Linked DNA regions of Sus scrofa: all the other regions are linked to region 2. The links are chromatin contacts, called in public HiChIP or PLAC-seq maps. All regions are on one chromosome and are shown on one strand. Each heading gives the region's core, a stretch centred on a gene start, on an enhancer-like site or on the middle of the called end of the contact. The rest is flanking DNA. Distances are from core to core; before and after follow the strand shown.

Evidence for each region. HiChIP or PLAC-seq counts read pairs in DNA pulled down with a chosen protein or histone mark.
Region 1: an H3K27ac HiChIP or PLAC-seq map of skeletal muscle shows a contact between it and region 2, with 14 times the contacts expected there. The contact joins the promoter of MTCL1 here to the enhancer-like site in region 2. A contact is called at or near these places in 2 of 5 promoter capture datasets (fetal skeletal muscle and liver), 32 of 47 Hi-C or Micro-C datasets (adipocytes, adipose tissue, alveolar macrophages and 17 more) and 2 of 2 datasets of contacts at active chromatin or transcription factors (alveolar macrophages and skeletal muscle).
Region 3: a contact with region 2 is called in an H3K27ac HiChIP or PLAC-seq map of skeletal muscle, with 4 times the contacts expected there. The contact joins two enhancer-like sites. A contact is called at or near these places in 3 of 47 Hi-C or Micro-C datasets (brain, embryonic fibroblasts and epiblast stem cells) and 2 of 2 datasets of contacts at active chromatin or transcription factors (alveolar macrophages and skeletal muscle).

The regions. Positions count from the first base shown.
Region 1 is chr6:99,177,090-99,181,540 of Sscrofa11.1, forward strand. It overlaps MTCL1 (microtubule cross-linking factor 1), which reads right to left and starts at 1,481. Exons shown (of 16, transcript XM_021096066.1): 1 at 1,205-1,481; 2 at 349-1,202. The coding sequence starts at 1,379.
Region 2 is chr6:98,947,708-98,952,552 of Sscrofa11.1, forward strand. No RefSeq gene overlaps it. Among named protein-coding and RNA genes, the nearest start is that of NDUFV2, 98 kb to the left of the region's middle. Within about 2 kb of position 3,009, at least 10 of the 83 cell types and tissues checked have an H3K27ac peak or open chromatin away from gene starts, as enhancers often do. A contact at or near this core is called in adipose tissue, fetal skeletal muscle, retroperitoneal adipose tissue and 2 more, where this site is marked.
Region 3 is chr6:99,087,193-99,091,824 of Sscrofa11.1, forward strand. It overlaps MTCL1 (microtubule cross-linking factor 1), which reads right to left. Exons shown (of 16, transcript XM_021096066.1): 9 at 4,536-4,632. Among named protein-coding and RNA genes, the nearest start is that of MTCL1, 89 kb to the right of the region's middle. Within about 2 kb of position 2,244, at least 3 of the 83 cell types and tissues checked have an H3K27ac peak or open chromatin away from gene starts, as enhancers often do. A contact at or near this core is called in skeletal muscle, where this site is marked.

The DNA.
Region 1 (4,451 bases), core at 231-2,730, 230 kb after region 2:
TCCCACAGGTGAGGGTGGGGTGGGGAGGTCCACTGTGAATCCCAAAGGACTATAGCCGCCTCTCTAATCCACGCGGCCCATCAACGGGGCAAATAGACCAGAGGAAAGAAGCGAGACTTGTAGAAACAAGCTAAGTGGGTTGAGAAGCTGCCCGGACCCACGAGTCTCGCTGCTCCTTCCAGAAGTTTTGGCTCAAGTTCCCAAGACCTGGGGTGTGCAGGGACAGGAAAGTGAAAAGCAGTAGGAAAAAAAGCGCTTTAGGGACCCGGAAGGAGGCGAGCGTGAGTCCCCGCCCGCACCCGACCCCGGGGTCGCCTCCGGTACACCTGCGGCGGGCGAACTGCGCACCTTGAGATAGTCGTTCTCCGAGCGCAGCTCCTCCATCTCCCGCAGCAGCTCCTCCTCCTCCGCCGCCTGCACCAGCCGGGGCTGCTCGCCCTGGCCGCGCTCCTTGGGGGTCCCAGGGACCATTCGCTCCAGCGGCGCGCGCCCCCCGGCATCCTCCACAAGGACCCCACTCGGGCTGCTCCGTCCCGCAAGGCAGGCGCTGGCGGCGGTGGGCGCGGCGAGAAGGGCAGGGGGCTCCGGGCTGCCCGGCGGCGCCCCCCGAGCTGCGCGGCTTGTTGCGGGAGCTCCTCGCAGGGGTTCCCGGTCGCTGGAGCCTGTGCCGGACTCGGCGTCGCTGCTGGCGGCAGGGAGTAGGCGCTGCTCGTCTGACAGGGGGTCGGATGGGCAGTCGGAGAGGTCGGAGCTGCTGTCGGTGTGGCTGATGCGCGAGCCGGGGGCCGGCGAGCCGGCCACGGAGGTCACGGCGAGGATCACGGCCGGGACCGGGACGGCGGGGACCAGGGGCCCGGTGGTGCGGGCGGGAGCCGCCCCGGAGCCGCGTTTGGCTTTTCGGCTCTTGGCAGCGGCGGACGGCGGCTCGGCCCCGGGAGGCGGCTTCCCTACCCGGGGCAGCGGCTCGGCGGGCACCGCGCGCGCCGCCCTCCTGGGGCCCGGAGCGGCCTTGGCGCCGCCCGCTGCCCTGGCCCCGGCGCCCGGCGGCGGCTTGTCCTTCGCGCTAGGGGCGCCGCCGCTGCGCCGGGAGAGGCGGCCGGGCGCGGCCAAGGGCCCCGGCGAGGGCGGCGCCTTGCCCGCGAGGCTGGGCGAGCGCGGGGCGGCGGGCGCCGCGGCTCGGCCCGAAGAGGGGGCGACCGGGCTGGGGCCGCAGGCCGCCCGTGCAGGTCCTTGAGAAAGGGTCTGGCAGGCGAGGGCGCGCGGTGCAGCCGCCTCCGCTCGGCCAGCGGGTGGAGGTGGTGGTGGCGGTGGTGCTGGCTGGGCGGCTGCGGCTTAGCGTCTGGGGCGCCGCCGCCCGCGGGGCCGTTCAGCGTCTCCATGGCCGGGGCCCCGGCGGCGAGCAGCAGCTCGGGCGGCTGATGCTCCAGGCGGCGGCGGCGGCAGCGGCGTGCAGCCTCCCCGCGCGCCCGCTCATCACTGTCCGCCAGCCCCGCCCGGTCTGCGCCCGGCGCTCCCGCGCCGCCGCCGTCCCCCGCACCCGGGCCCCGAGGATCCCCACGGGCTCGCAGCCGCCGTCGCCTGGCTGTCTCCCCCGGCTGAGGTCACTGCCGCTCGCGTTCTCCCGGCGCGGCGGCGCGGCGGCTCCCTGCCGCTCGCATCCCCTGCGCGCGGCGCGCCGGGCTCGCACACCCTCTCCCGTCCGGCGGCGGCGCTGGCGGCGCGCTCCCAGCTCCTGCGCCCGGCTCCCCGCCCACGGCCGGCCGGCTCCCCGCAGCGCCGCCCGCTCGGGCCTGCGCCCCCCCTTCTCGCTCCGGCCCGCCGCCGGGTGCGCATGTTCCGCCTCCCGTCAGCCGGCGCCGCGGTGGGGGCGGGGTTGCGGCTCCAGCTCTCTCCGCCCCGGGACCCTCTTCCTTTCGGAGGCCCAAGGAGACAGTGCAGGACCCAGGGGAGGGAGGGGGAGGGGCTGAGGTAAAGTGGGGCCCGGGGGCGGGCACTGCCCTCTGGGGTGGGAATAGACCGCAAGGCTGGGCGGGCCCCTCGGCGGGGCGCGCCTTGGGGCGCCCGCGTTCGCTGGGTTGAACAAGGACCCTCATGGGCCTTGTTCCAGCCCTGCCTCCAGGGCCCCCTTAGTTTTGTCCTGCCGGCCTCTCCAGCTGTGCAGTGGTAGCCACACTCCTTTAAGGACTGCTGGTTCCCAGCGCAGCTGTCTGTCGCGTGCAAAGACTCACAGTGCTCCACAGTTGGCACCCCCAGTGGCCTCTGGAGCTCAGAGGAGGAGCTGCTGTCGGAATAGTGTAAGCTTAGGGTCAGAAAGGGAACTCACGTTTACAGCGTGGGCTGCGAGTCAGGCCCTCTTAGACACTCCCCAGGCCCGGTTTCATTTAATCAGCGTAACAAGTCCAACTCGGAATTACTACTGTCTTCTTTGAGGATGAGGATGTGGGTGAGGGAGGTGAAGACAGTGGTTGTAGCCCTGTGTGCTGGCGGCGTCACAGGCCCCATCCCCACACGCTGAGAAACCGGAGCTTGAATGCCCATCCTGCTGCCGGAGAGGCTATAATATGAGCCACGGGCTTTTCAAGCCTCTGTTCCCGCCCTGTATAATTAGAAAATACTTCCACCTGAGTTTTGTGCGGCCTCAGTAGTATGAGAAAACGCTATAAACTGTAAAGTGCTTTTCAATATCATTGAGTGCAGTTTTTGTCCCAGGTGTTGGAGTATAACAGGGAAGAACCTTTGTATAGTAATCACTAAAGAGAGGTTGTCTAAAAGCTTAAATTATACCTAATGGCCCATCCTGGGAACACTGCTTCCCAGGGGATGTGCTTTAAGCTAAAACACTGCAAAGGCACATCCTGACCAGGCCCACCTGTGAATGGCCTCGGGAAGGAAGAAGTTAACACATCCCCTCCTGAACCAGGACTCTACCCCTCCCCCCTTCGGTGTAAAAGAAGCCTGAATGCTCCTTGGGGAAGATTGTTCTTGGGGGCATTAGGCCACTGTCTTCTCGGTCTGCCAGTTTTCCCAGTAAAGTCGCTGTTCCCTGCCCCAATAACGAACGTCTTGTTTCATGGGCCTGCCGTGCTTAAGCATTATGAGCTTGGACCTCTTAACAGGATGGTGGGCAATACTCAGAGGAGAAGGGCCAGGCTGCCTTCTAGACTTGGCTTTGCTGGGAGGCAGAGGCAGGCTGTGCTTATAAGTTGCTGGAGTGGGCTCGGACCCTGAGCCCAGAAGGACAGACTGGTCTTTTGGGTCCATGCCCAGGACCTGCTAGGACAGAGGCTACAGGTGAGAGGACTCCAAATCCTGAGGGTAATTTGGACACTGTCCTAGAGGCTGGGGGAGCCTTTGGGGAATGCTAAGCAAGACTGATCTTTCCTGCTTAGAAAGATCCCTAAGAAGACGGAGCTGGTGACAGGGGGCAGTTAGTGGTTGGGGCCATACACAAAGATGAGAGCAGTGGTAGTAGTAGGGAAAAGGGGACAAACTTTTGAAGATAAAAGAAAAATAGAACCTATAAGGGGAAAAAAAATCTGAAAAAGAATATATATGTGTAACAGAATCCCTGTGCTGTATACCTGAAACCAACACAAGACTGTCAATCAATAAATATACACATTAAAATAAAATATAAAACATGGAAAAATAGACTCCAAATTCTGGGATCTTAACCTTAAATCACCTTACTTGCCCACCTCCTTCAAAAAATGCAGGATAAAGTCATCATTGACACAACATTTAATAAGACCACAGCCATTTCTCATGGGGTATTTGGAGGAAAATGGCATTGGTGGTGACAACCCTGCAGAAAGGCTGACAGGTGCCCTGCCCCCAGCCCCGTCCAGCCAGCTGCCCCTAGAGGGCGCTCGGACGCTCCTGTCCAGCAGCAGATTGATCAGAAAGCGGCGTTGTGCTGCCTGCAAACTCTAGGACCCTCTCCTCCACATACCTCCAGGGACCCAGACGTCTTCAACACGCTCACATTTTTCAAGAATTATGTCCAGAACAAGCTCCTCACACCACATATAATCATGCAAAAGACCAGCTCAAATGTTTCAGTAAGCTAGTCTCCCTACAATATTAGCCAAGTGACCATAACTTATAGGCAGCTTCCTTTCCCTCAGGTCAAAGTCAAAGCCAGTGCCCTGAATGATTAGCCCGGCAATTGTTTCCCGTGGCCCCAGGCAAGGAGGCGTTTGTTCAGCCCTGCTTTGTTCCTGGAAGTCTGTGAATTAATACACAGATAACTGCTTGCACCATAGATGTTTGTACAGTCACAGGTGAGTTTAAAATAATGTTTCGCTCTTGTTAAATCAAGTTAGTCTGGGAGGAGGGATAAATTGGGAGGTTGGGATTGGCATATACACACTCCTGTACACAGAATTGATAAGGACCTGACCACATAGCCCGGGGAAATCTATTCAGTACTCTGATAGCCTATACGAGTA
Region 2 (4,845 bases), core at 1,759-4,258:
CCCATTGTGACTCAGTGAGTTAGGAAACTGATGTTGTATCCGTGAGGATGTGGGTTTGATCCCTGGCCTCACTCAGTGGGTTAAGGAAGTGGCATTGCCACAAGCTGCAGTACAGATCACAGATGTAGCTCCAGTTTGGTGTTGCTATGGCTGTGGTGTAGGCTGGCAGCTACAACTCCGATTTGACCCCTAGCCTGGAAACTTCCACATGCTGCAAGTGCTGGCCTAAAAAGAAAAAATAAGGGAGTTCCCGTCGTGGCGCAGTGGTTAACGAATCCGACTAGGAACCATGAGGTTGCGGGTTCAGTCCCTGCCCTTGCTCAGTGGGTTAACGATCCGGCATTGCCATGAGCTGTGGTGTAGGTTGCAGACGCGGCTCGGATCCTGCATTGCTGTGGCTCTGGCGTAGGCCGGTGGCTACAGCTCCGATTCAACCCCTAGCCTGGGAACCTCCATATGCCTCGGTAGCGGCCCAAGAAATAGCAACAACAACAACAATAACAAAAGACAAAAAGACAAAAAAAAAAAAAAAAAAGAAAAAAAGAAAAAATAAGGTTCCATGTGTTCTGCTAATTTACCCCTCCCTCCTGCTCAGCCTCTGACAAGTACTGATCCTTTTATTCTCCCCAGAGTTTTGCTTTTTCATATGGTTGGAATCATATCATATGAGGCCATTTCAGATTGACTCCTTTAACTTGGCAATATGCATTTAAGTTTCCTCCATGTCTCTTTATGGCTTGATAGCCTTTTTTTTTTTTTTTTTTTTTTTTTTACTGCTGAGTAATATTTCATTGTCAGATGGACCATATTCATTTACCCATTCATCTACTGAAGGATATCTTAGTGGCTTCCAAGGTTTGGCGCTTATGAATAAAGCTGCTGTAAACATGTGTGTGCAGGGTTCCATGTGGACATGTTTCCAGCTCCTCTGGGTAATACCAAGGGACACAACTTTTGGATCATACGGTAAGAGTATGTTTAGTTTTGTAAGAAACTGCCAAATTGTCTTCCAAAGTATCTGTACCATTTTGCATTCCCACAGCGATGAATGAGAGTTCCTGTTAATCCACACCCTTGCCAACACTTCGTATTGTCAGTGTTTTGGATTTTGGCCATTCTAATAAGTGTGTAGTGGGTTAATTATTTTTAATTACATTTTTCTGAAGTGCTCACATATTTGAAGGAGTTCCTAATTTTAAGTATCTGAGTAATGAAGAACTAAAAAAAATTAAGCTGTTTCAACAGTAACCAGTTTTTGGGTACTATGACCAAGATGACCCTGATCAAAATAGTAAAATCTTCATATTTCTATGTGGTTCAAGAACTGCTTTTTTAAAATTAGTTCTGGTAAATGATAGTTAAAAACAAAATATTAAACCAAGTGATAAGAAAATACTGTTTAGGAGTTCCCATCATGATGCAGTGGAAACAAATCTGACTAGCATCCATGAGGATGCAGGTTCAATCCCTGGCCTCACTCAGTGGGTTAAGGATCTGGCTTTGCCGTGAGCTGTGGTGTAGGCCGGCAGCTGCAGCTCTAATTCAGTCCCTAGCCTGGGAACTTCCATATGCCGCCAGTGTAGCCCCCCAAAAAAAAAGAAAAGAAAAAAAAAATACTATTTAATTTTGACATCAATAAACAAATATTTGTGTTCTGGGATTATTTTAAATTTGAATACTAAAATAAATTTAAAGCTGCTTATCAAGTTAAAATTAGTAGAAGTTGATTTTGGCCCAGATTAAGTAAAACTAATTTTAAATCTGATTTGAATTCTTCATATATATTTTTTAAAAGGATACCTAAACTTGGCAGAATTCTTGGGGGGTACAGGGAGTATGTGAAATATAAGAAGATGTAGTCAGGTACAGGGCCAGAGTGGTTGCTGGATTTGAGGGCTGTGAGTCTGCCAGGAGCAGGAGGTGGGTGGGGGATACAGGGGACTTATGAGAGATGCTGACCCCGACCTGGGTCTTGAAGGACGAAAGGACCCTTGTTTCCCTTTCCATGCCAGCACAGGTGTCGGGGATAAAACCCAGGATTTGGTTTGCTTGTTCGTTTTCTTTTTGGCCACCTTGCCACATGTGGAGCTCCTAGGCCAGGGATCAGATCTGAGCTTCAGTTGTGACCTACACCACAGCTACGGCAATAGCAATGCAGGATCCTTTAACTCACTGTGCCCCTCGGGGATCGAACCGGCATCCCAGTGCTGCGGAGATGCTGCTGATCCCGCTGTGCTACAGCAGGAACTCCAAAAACCCGGGATTTGGGATCCTTCTTCCCTTACTGGCTTCTCCACTGAACATAAAAATGGTGCTTGCAGAACTTTAAAACATCTCTGGTATTCCTCTTTAAAAAAACCACTACTCTTTTCTAGATTTTCCCCCTAAATAGGGCAGATCTGCAAAGATGGAAAGAAGAGGAAATACTAAAAATAACTTTCCCCAATTAGTGGTAGCCAAACGCATATGGGAAGACGGAAATAGTTTGCAATCGCCGAAAGAGAAACTGTGAAATCGGGAGCAATTAGACAGCCGCCCCCCCACCCCCCTTGTCCTCAAGACACTGTGGGACAACGTGGTCCCGACATATGCCGGGGCTCTGGGCAATGATTTTTTTTTTTTTTTTTTTTGAACTTGTAGACAAGGAGGCACTGACTCTGAAAACACTGATGTGTGTGATTTTTTTCTCCATCCCTGTGTGCTGGGTTTCTTCCTGGAAAGCCAGAAACTCGGCTTCACGCAACAGAGACTCTAGGGCGGGAGTGTGATCAGCACTGCACGTTTCGGGAAGCCCAGAGGCTGGGCCCGGCTGCTCCTTCACAGCTGGCAGGGATTTTGTTTTCGACTCAACTGTGGAGTAGAGCCACCTGTGCGGGCCTGGGCACCGAGGGGGTACCTGGGAGGCCGCCAGGACCAGCTTGCCCGGCGCAGCGATCCAGGCTTTGGCCCCGCTGACCAGCTGGTTACCCTGCCTTGGAAACTCAGCTGCCGCTCAGCCAGTTGGCGGGCCTCCTGCCAGGCCTGCGTCCACAGGCAGGGAGGGTCAGCAGCTGCGACCACGGGGCCGCAGACCCCCAGGACGGGCGGCCAGCTCCCCTGTCCTTTGATGGTCAGATATTCACGTTTCTCTTCCGTCTCCTACTCTCGGCGCAGACATGGAAGCCGCACACACCCGAAGACATGGTGGTTGGTAAAATCCCGCCCTGCTCTGTGCCCAGCAATAGCCAGGGCCGCCCCGAGGCCCACACTGCCCGGCGCACCTCCAGGGGTGAAGGGGTCAGGCCTGGCTCGGCAGGGCCTTGGGGACCTCCGTCCGTCGGACAGACCGGACTCGGACAACCCGCAAGGCTGTCCTTCGCTGTGAACCTGGCCTCTGCCCACACCTGTCACCACTCTCTTTTCCTTTCTTCCACTGACTCTTAATTTCCCATCTGCTCACCCCCGATCTGCTTCTGTCCTTGAACGACCTGCAGGCCAGGATCCTTCCGCCCGGAGTCCTGTGTCCATTCCCCTGCTTCCGGCACCGGCGCTGAGGGACAGACGCTGCCTCTCCCCACCCCCTCCTCCAGCAGCCCCTGGTCAGAGAGCCTTACCTCCCTGGGGGGATTCTGATCTGGAGATGCAGGCCGGCTGCCTGGAAGGCCCTGCACACCTTGCAAGACAGACTCCTCTGGTTCTGAGACTTGTTTTCTTTGATGCCTCTACTTGGCCTGCTCAAGGCTGAAGCTCCCAGACTGACCTCTTTGCTCCTGCCTGCTAATCAGTTTCCCCAAATCTATAAACCCAGACTCACTGTGCTTACCCCCTCTGCAGCTCCTCCTCCAGAACTAACAACCTTTATTTATTTACTTATTTTCCTTTTTAGGGCCACACCTGCAGCATGTGGAAATTCTTGGGCTAGAGGTCTAATGGGAGCTGCTGCTGCTGGCCTACACCACAGCCACAGCACTGCAGGATCCAAGCTTCATCTGCAATGTACACTGCAGCTCACGGCTCCCTAAAATCCTTAACCCACTGAGTAAGGCCAGGAATCCAACTGCATCCTCATGGATACTATGTTGGGTCCTTAACCTGCTGAGCCTAGACAGAAACTCCAGACTGATTGATGGATTGATTGATAATTAATAACCTTTTAGTAACAGAACTGTTGCGATTTCACAATTTGGTGAATAAGGGCACACATCTGCCCTGAGGCCCCGCCCCACCCTGAAAGCCTGAGACTCTGTGTGTCTGAAGCACCCCTCCCCACCGGCCCCGGAAAGCCTGAGACTCTGTGAGGACAATGGCCTCATGGAGCTTGAGTGTCTGGTTCAGAGAAAGAGGAATATGATCCAAAGGCAGGAGAGGGCTAAAGATGGCATGAGGGAGACAGGAACAGAGGTTCTTGGAGGAGGAGCTATCACTTTGGTGGGAGTGAAGGAACGTGTGAGTGGCGGGGCCTGGGCCCGGGGGACCCACAGGGTTGGAGTCCCAGCTTCAAGGTCGAAGTACCTCACTACTGCCTCAGCTCCCTCGACTGTCAGATGGAAATGTCATTCCTGCCTTGCAGGACTGTCATGAGAATTACACAAACTTATCAAGCCCTTGACACATGGTAAATATGGAATTAACAGAAGCTATTGTAGAGTTCCATGGAGGAGCCAGACTATGACCACATGGATATGGACACGTCATGTGGCGTGTTCCTGCAGGTGTGTGGGACTCAGAGCTAAGGCAGGCACAGTTCTTGCCAGCAAAGAGCCTCTAAAGAAGTGACAGAGCCTATTCGTTTGAGTGGAGACAACTTAAGAGATGCCAGTCCTCCGTGATACCTGTTTTTTCTATTTCCCTTCAAATGCATAGGCC
Region 3 (4,632 bases), core at 994-3,493, 140 kb after region 2:
GAGAGTTCTAGAATGCTGGGGTAGCTACCCCCGGCATGCAGAGTTCCGAGTTGACAAAGAGGGGGCCTCCTGTAAGCTCAATAAAAGTAACTCCTCCACCAGCAGAAGCCCTAAGACTTTACTGAGATTAGCCAGAAAGGATACATTTGCACATCCAGCAACATTTTCATAAATAAGCCATCTGTCCCTCTTAGCTTCATTGTTACATTCAGATCAATTTAGAGATTTCTTTTCTAAAACCGTTATCCCCTCACAGATAAAAGAGGAGCCAGTGAGGGCTGGCCCTGAAAACATACCCAATGTGAAAGTTTACAGAGATGATAGACACTATGCAGAGGATTCATCTGTCCCTGTCTGGGAATACGTCAGGTGACCTGGGCCCCATAGGCTCAGGGCCTGCAGGTCACCACAACTTTCACCGAGAGCTCCCAAGACCAGGAGGTGTGGGTGTGTTAAAGGGCAAGTGATGTATGTTGAGTGAAGTACAAACCCAGAGTCGTCAGCCAAAGGCTTCCAGGAAAGTTAGGGCAGGTCTGATGACAGTAACTGGATGGGAAGAGTGAGCTTATTAGCAAACTTATCAGCTTATTTAGATCACACGTCACACTCTGAAAGGTATGGTGCAAACTGTTAGCTCGGGGCTGCGAGAATATTTCCTCAGGTTCCTTTCAGTACCTGTGACTTTCCACCTTCTACACGTGCTATTTTCACAGTAACAGAAACAAACAAAAATACACAGCAGAAATCAAACGTTTCCTAATCATGAGCTCTGGTCTGGTTCCTTTCATACAGAGCTGCACGTCTCCCAGGCAGGCTGTAAAGCTGCAGAGTCTGAAGGATAAATCGTGGTACGACATACAAAAGTGCAACATATGAAAGTGTGACGTAAATGTCAACGCCACCTAGGCTCAGGAGGAGCAGGAGGAGGGCACATCACAGCTCTGATGTGAGAAGTGCCCCTTCTAGAAGTTTCTGCATTTTGGGCAGAGCAGAATAGAGGGGCTGCTCGGTACCAGGCAAGTCCAAGGAGCCAAGGCACTCTGTCCACAGGGGAAAGGCTGACTTTGACTTTGATGGGCCCTGAGTTAGCCACAGAGGTTGAGGGAGCAGAGTCTACTGGTCCTGGGGCTGCATCCTGAGGGATTCCTCGGTGACCGGTGGCCGTGGCAGACAAACATGAAATGTAACTGCAAGGATCTCACTCTGGAAATTACATTTGGTTCTTCGCATTTACATACTTTAATAAAAAGTATTGCATCACATCCCTGAGTGGAAAGTTGCTTCTCTTTTAATAAAGTAGTCCAATTCTGGGAAGACTGGCTGATGGAACCACAGGGTCATACTTTCGGCACTATAGCCATCTGTGTTTAAAAACCTGATTTCAGGAATTGGAATGAGTAGAAAACACGTCCATGGCCACAGGAATGCTGGCCTCACCTTCGCACTGTGGCGGGCTCTTCGAGGCGGCTGCGTGAGCTGAAAGCACTTTCGATTCCCAGGACAGTCGCTCCCTGCCGCCCGTCAGCCAATGAAGTACATTCACAGAACCAAACATTTTCTAACCTGAGGTTTTCTTCTGAACTACTTCCATGGTCAACCTGATATATATAACTTTTTTAATTTAGCAAATATTAAACTCCTACGTGATGCTAAACCTGGTCTAGGTGCCAATCACTGGTGATCAAAACCACTAACCAGAGAGTTCCTGTTGTGGCTCGGCAAGCTAAGAACCCCACCAGTATCCATGAGGATGTGGGTTTGAGCCCTGGCCTTGCTCCGTGGGTTAAAGGATCTGGCGTTGGTATGGCTGTGGCGTAGGCCTGCAACTGCGGCTCTGATTCGACCTCTCGCCTGGGAACCTCCATAGGCTGCAGGTGTGACCCTAAAAAGGAAAAAAAAAAAAAACCTAGCCAGGTGTAATTTTTTTTCTAACCTCTTTTGATGTGATAAATGTTGCCATCCACTGTGTTCAACTGTGAAACTGTTCCATGTGACACAAAGAAGGCCTGGGAAATTTTGTTACTTGTGAATTTATCCTTGGGAAAGAAGTCAGGCCACGTTTCCCATTCTGTTTATCATCTTGGGAGGTTCGCGGGAGGTTCTCGGGAGTTTCCGAGAAGGTGCGGCTCTGCTGGGCAGCCCCAAGACACGTGCTCGGCTCTTTCGTCCAGGCCACTGGCTGGCACCCACACGGCCTCAGGGCAGAGACCTCCTCCCCCAGAAGAGCTCTCCCAGGAGCCAGCTGTCGAGTACAGTAGAGCTCATTAATCTTGTCCTCGGACGGGTGGCTCCTGACTGCCATGGAGAGAGGGGGCCAGTAAAGGCACATCTGATTCTGCTTGTCTGGATTCTAACCCTGTTGGCCCATCCACGTGCCTCCCGCTCATATGGCACAAAGTAGAAACTCGCGGGTCCATCTGCGCCTTCAAGGGGAAGAGCTGAGAAGTTAGCAATGGCAGGAGGAGGCAGAAAAGAGAGATGACATTAAAGTACGCGGCACGTGAGAGTCCAGCTGAGTGACTTCACATTATTTTTCATCTCACGGGGTAAAATTTTCCATGACTATTGTTTGAGAAACCAGATGTGTTACATTTTTTCCCTCTTTTCCAAATGATTTGGATGCATGCGTGGGAAACACCCAGCACACGGTCTCAGGGACAGTGGGTTCTTGGCACAGTGGCAACTAAGGGATACTGTCTGAGTTAATCACAGACACTTAGTAGGACTGATTGACAACGTCTCTTTTAAAAATAAAAAAACTGGGAGTTCCCGTCGTGGCTCAGTGGAAACCAATACGACTAGGAGCCATGAGGTTGCGAGTTCAATCCCTGGCTTTGCTCAGTGGGTTAAGGATCCCATGTGGCCGTGAGCTGTGGTGTAGGTCGCAGACACGGCTCAGATCTGGTGTTGCTGTGGCTGTGGTGTAGGCCGGTGGCTTCAGCTCCGATTGGATCCCTACTAGCCTGGGAACCTCCATATGCCGCAGGTGCAGCCCTAAAAAGCAAAATAAATAAGTAAATAATTAATTAAAAAACTGGTAGATTTGAAAGGATTGTTTGCAAAGTTGCACTTTATTTTCTAACTTGATTTGCGCTGGAAACTCGTCCCATGAGCTAAAATCTCCCCTTGGACACTGGCATCACCACAAACATCCTAATCACTGTCATTAAAAGGCCCCTTGAAAGTAACCTCTTTCTGGAGTCCTATGACTTGGGGAAAGTGACGCGTGGGTGCATATGAGGAGAAAATGGGTCTGTGCCCATGAAGACCTGGGTGCACACAGAGAGAAGCCCTGGAGCAGACACACACTTCCCAAAGCCCTGAGCTCAGGCGGCGCCACTTTCGTCACTTGGACCTGAGCCTGGGTCCTGCTGACACTCGTCTGCTGGCGGCGCTCTGAGGCTCCGGGCCGAGGGAGGGGCCGCAGCTGTGGAGGCCAGTGTGGGGGGAGGCCCCAGGGTGCTGCTGGCTGAGGGGCTGCAGCTGCGCCCGGGGTCCACCCCGCCCGCGCCTCGCCCCAGGGCTAGGCTCTGCCGAGGGACCCACAGAGAAGCAGAGAGGGTGTGTAGGGACTCAGACCGGGAAGTTCAGAAGCAGCAAAGCTCTAGCCTCTCGGGGTCTCCACGCCCCAAACCCAGCTGCCATTTTGTGCAGCAGCGCAAAAGATCCGAGTGGCATCATCACTCGGCAGGGCCTGCCTGCCTATAATAAATGAGACCTTCGACAACACGAACAATTACTGGTTTCTACACTGAAACCCCATCTCTCTCTATATGCGCTTTAAGGTTTTCTGAAGTGTCGTTAAATACTTTTGGTTGGGACATTATGTGTTATGTGGCTTAAAAAGAACCTGGAACATGGAGTTCCCACTGTGGCACAGCGGAAACAATCTGGCCGGAATCCATGAGGATTTGAGTTCAATCCCTGGCCTCCCTCAGTGGGCTGGGGATCCAGCGTTGCCATGAGCTGTGGTGTAGGTTGCAGACGCAGCTTGGATCCCACATTGCTGTGGCTGTGGTGTAGGCCGGCAGCTGTAGCTCCAGTTTTGACCCCTAGCCTAGGAACCTCCATATGCCGTGGGTGCGGCCCTACAAAGCAAGAGAAAAAAAAAAAAAGCTTGGAATGCTCTATATGTACTTTTGGGGAATAAATACAATGCTGGGTCTTCCCTCCTGTGCTCTGCATTTTGCCAATTTAGAGAGGCTGCTAATGTCCACTCAGTAAACCACAAAAAAAAGCCCTAAGTTCTTTCCCAGGCCGTGGTCACGGCGCTGCCTTCTCAGAAGGATGGTCAAACTTCATAAGGCACAGGCCACTCTCTTCAACACCTTTTTTTTCCTCCTTTAGAGGGACACTCACTGGCCTTGAGGGGACCCTCTTGATGTGATCTTACTGTGTCCTTAGTTATGTGTATAGCCAAGCAAACCAATCTCCTGCTCCCTGGGATACCAGCAGGTGACCTGGTGACATAAGCAGACCAGGGGTCTCCTCTCCAGGGTGGGGGCCAGTCAAGGGGCCGTGACCTCGATACCCACCTGCCTGTGTGGCTGTCCCCCGTCTGTGGGCTGCAGCCATGATCCATGCTCAGCAATCTGCTCCCCCAGCGAGAAGCCACAGCCTGGCCCGTCATCA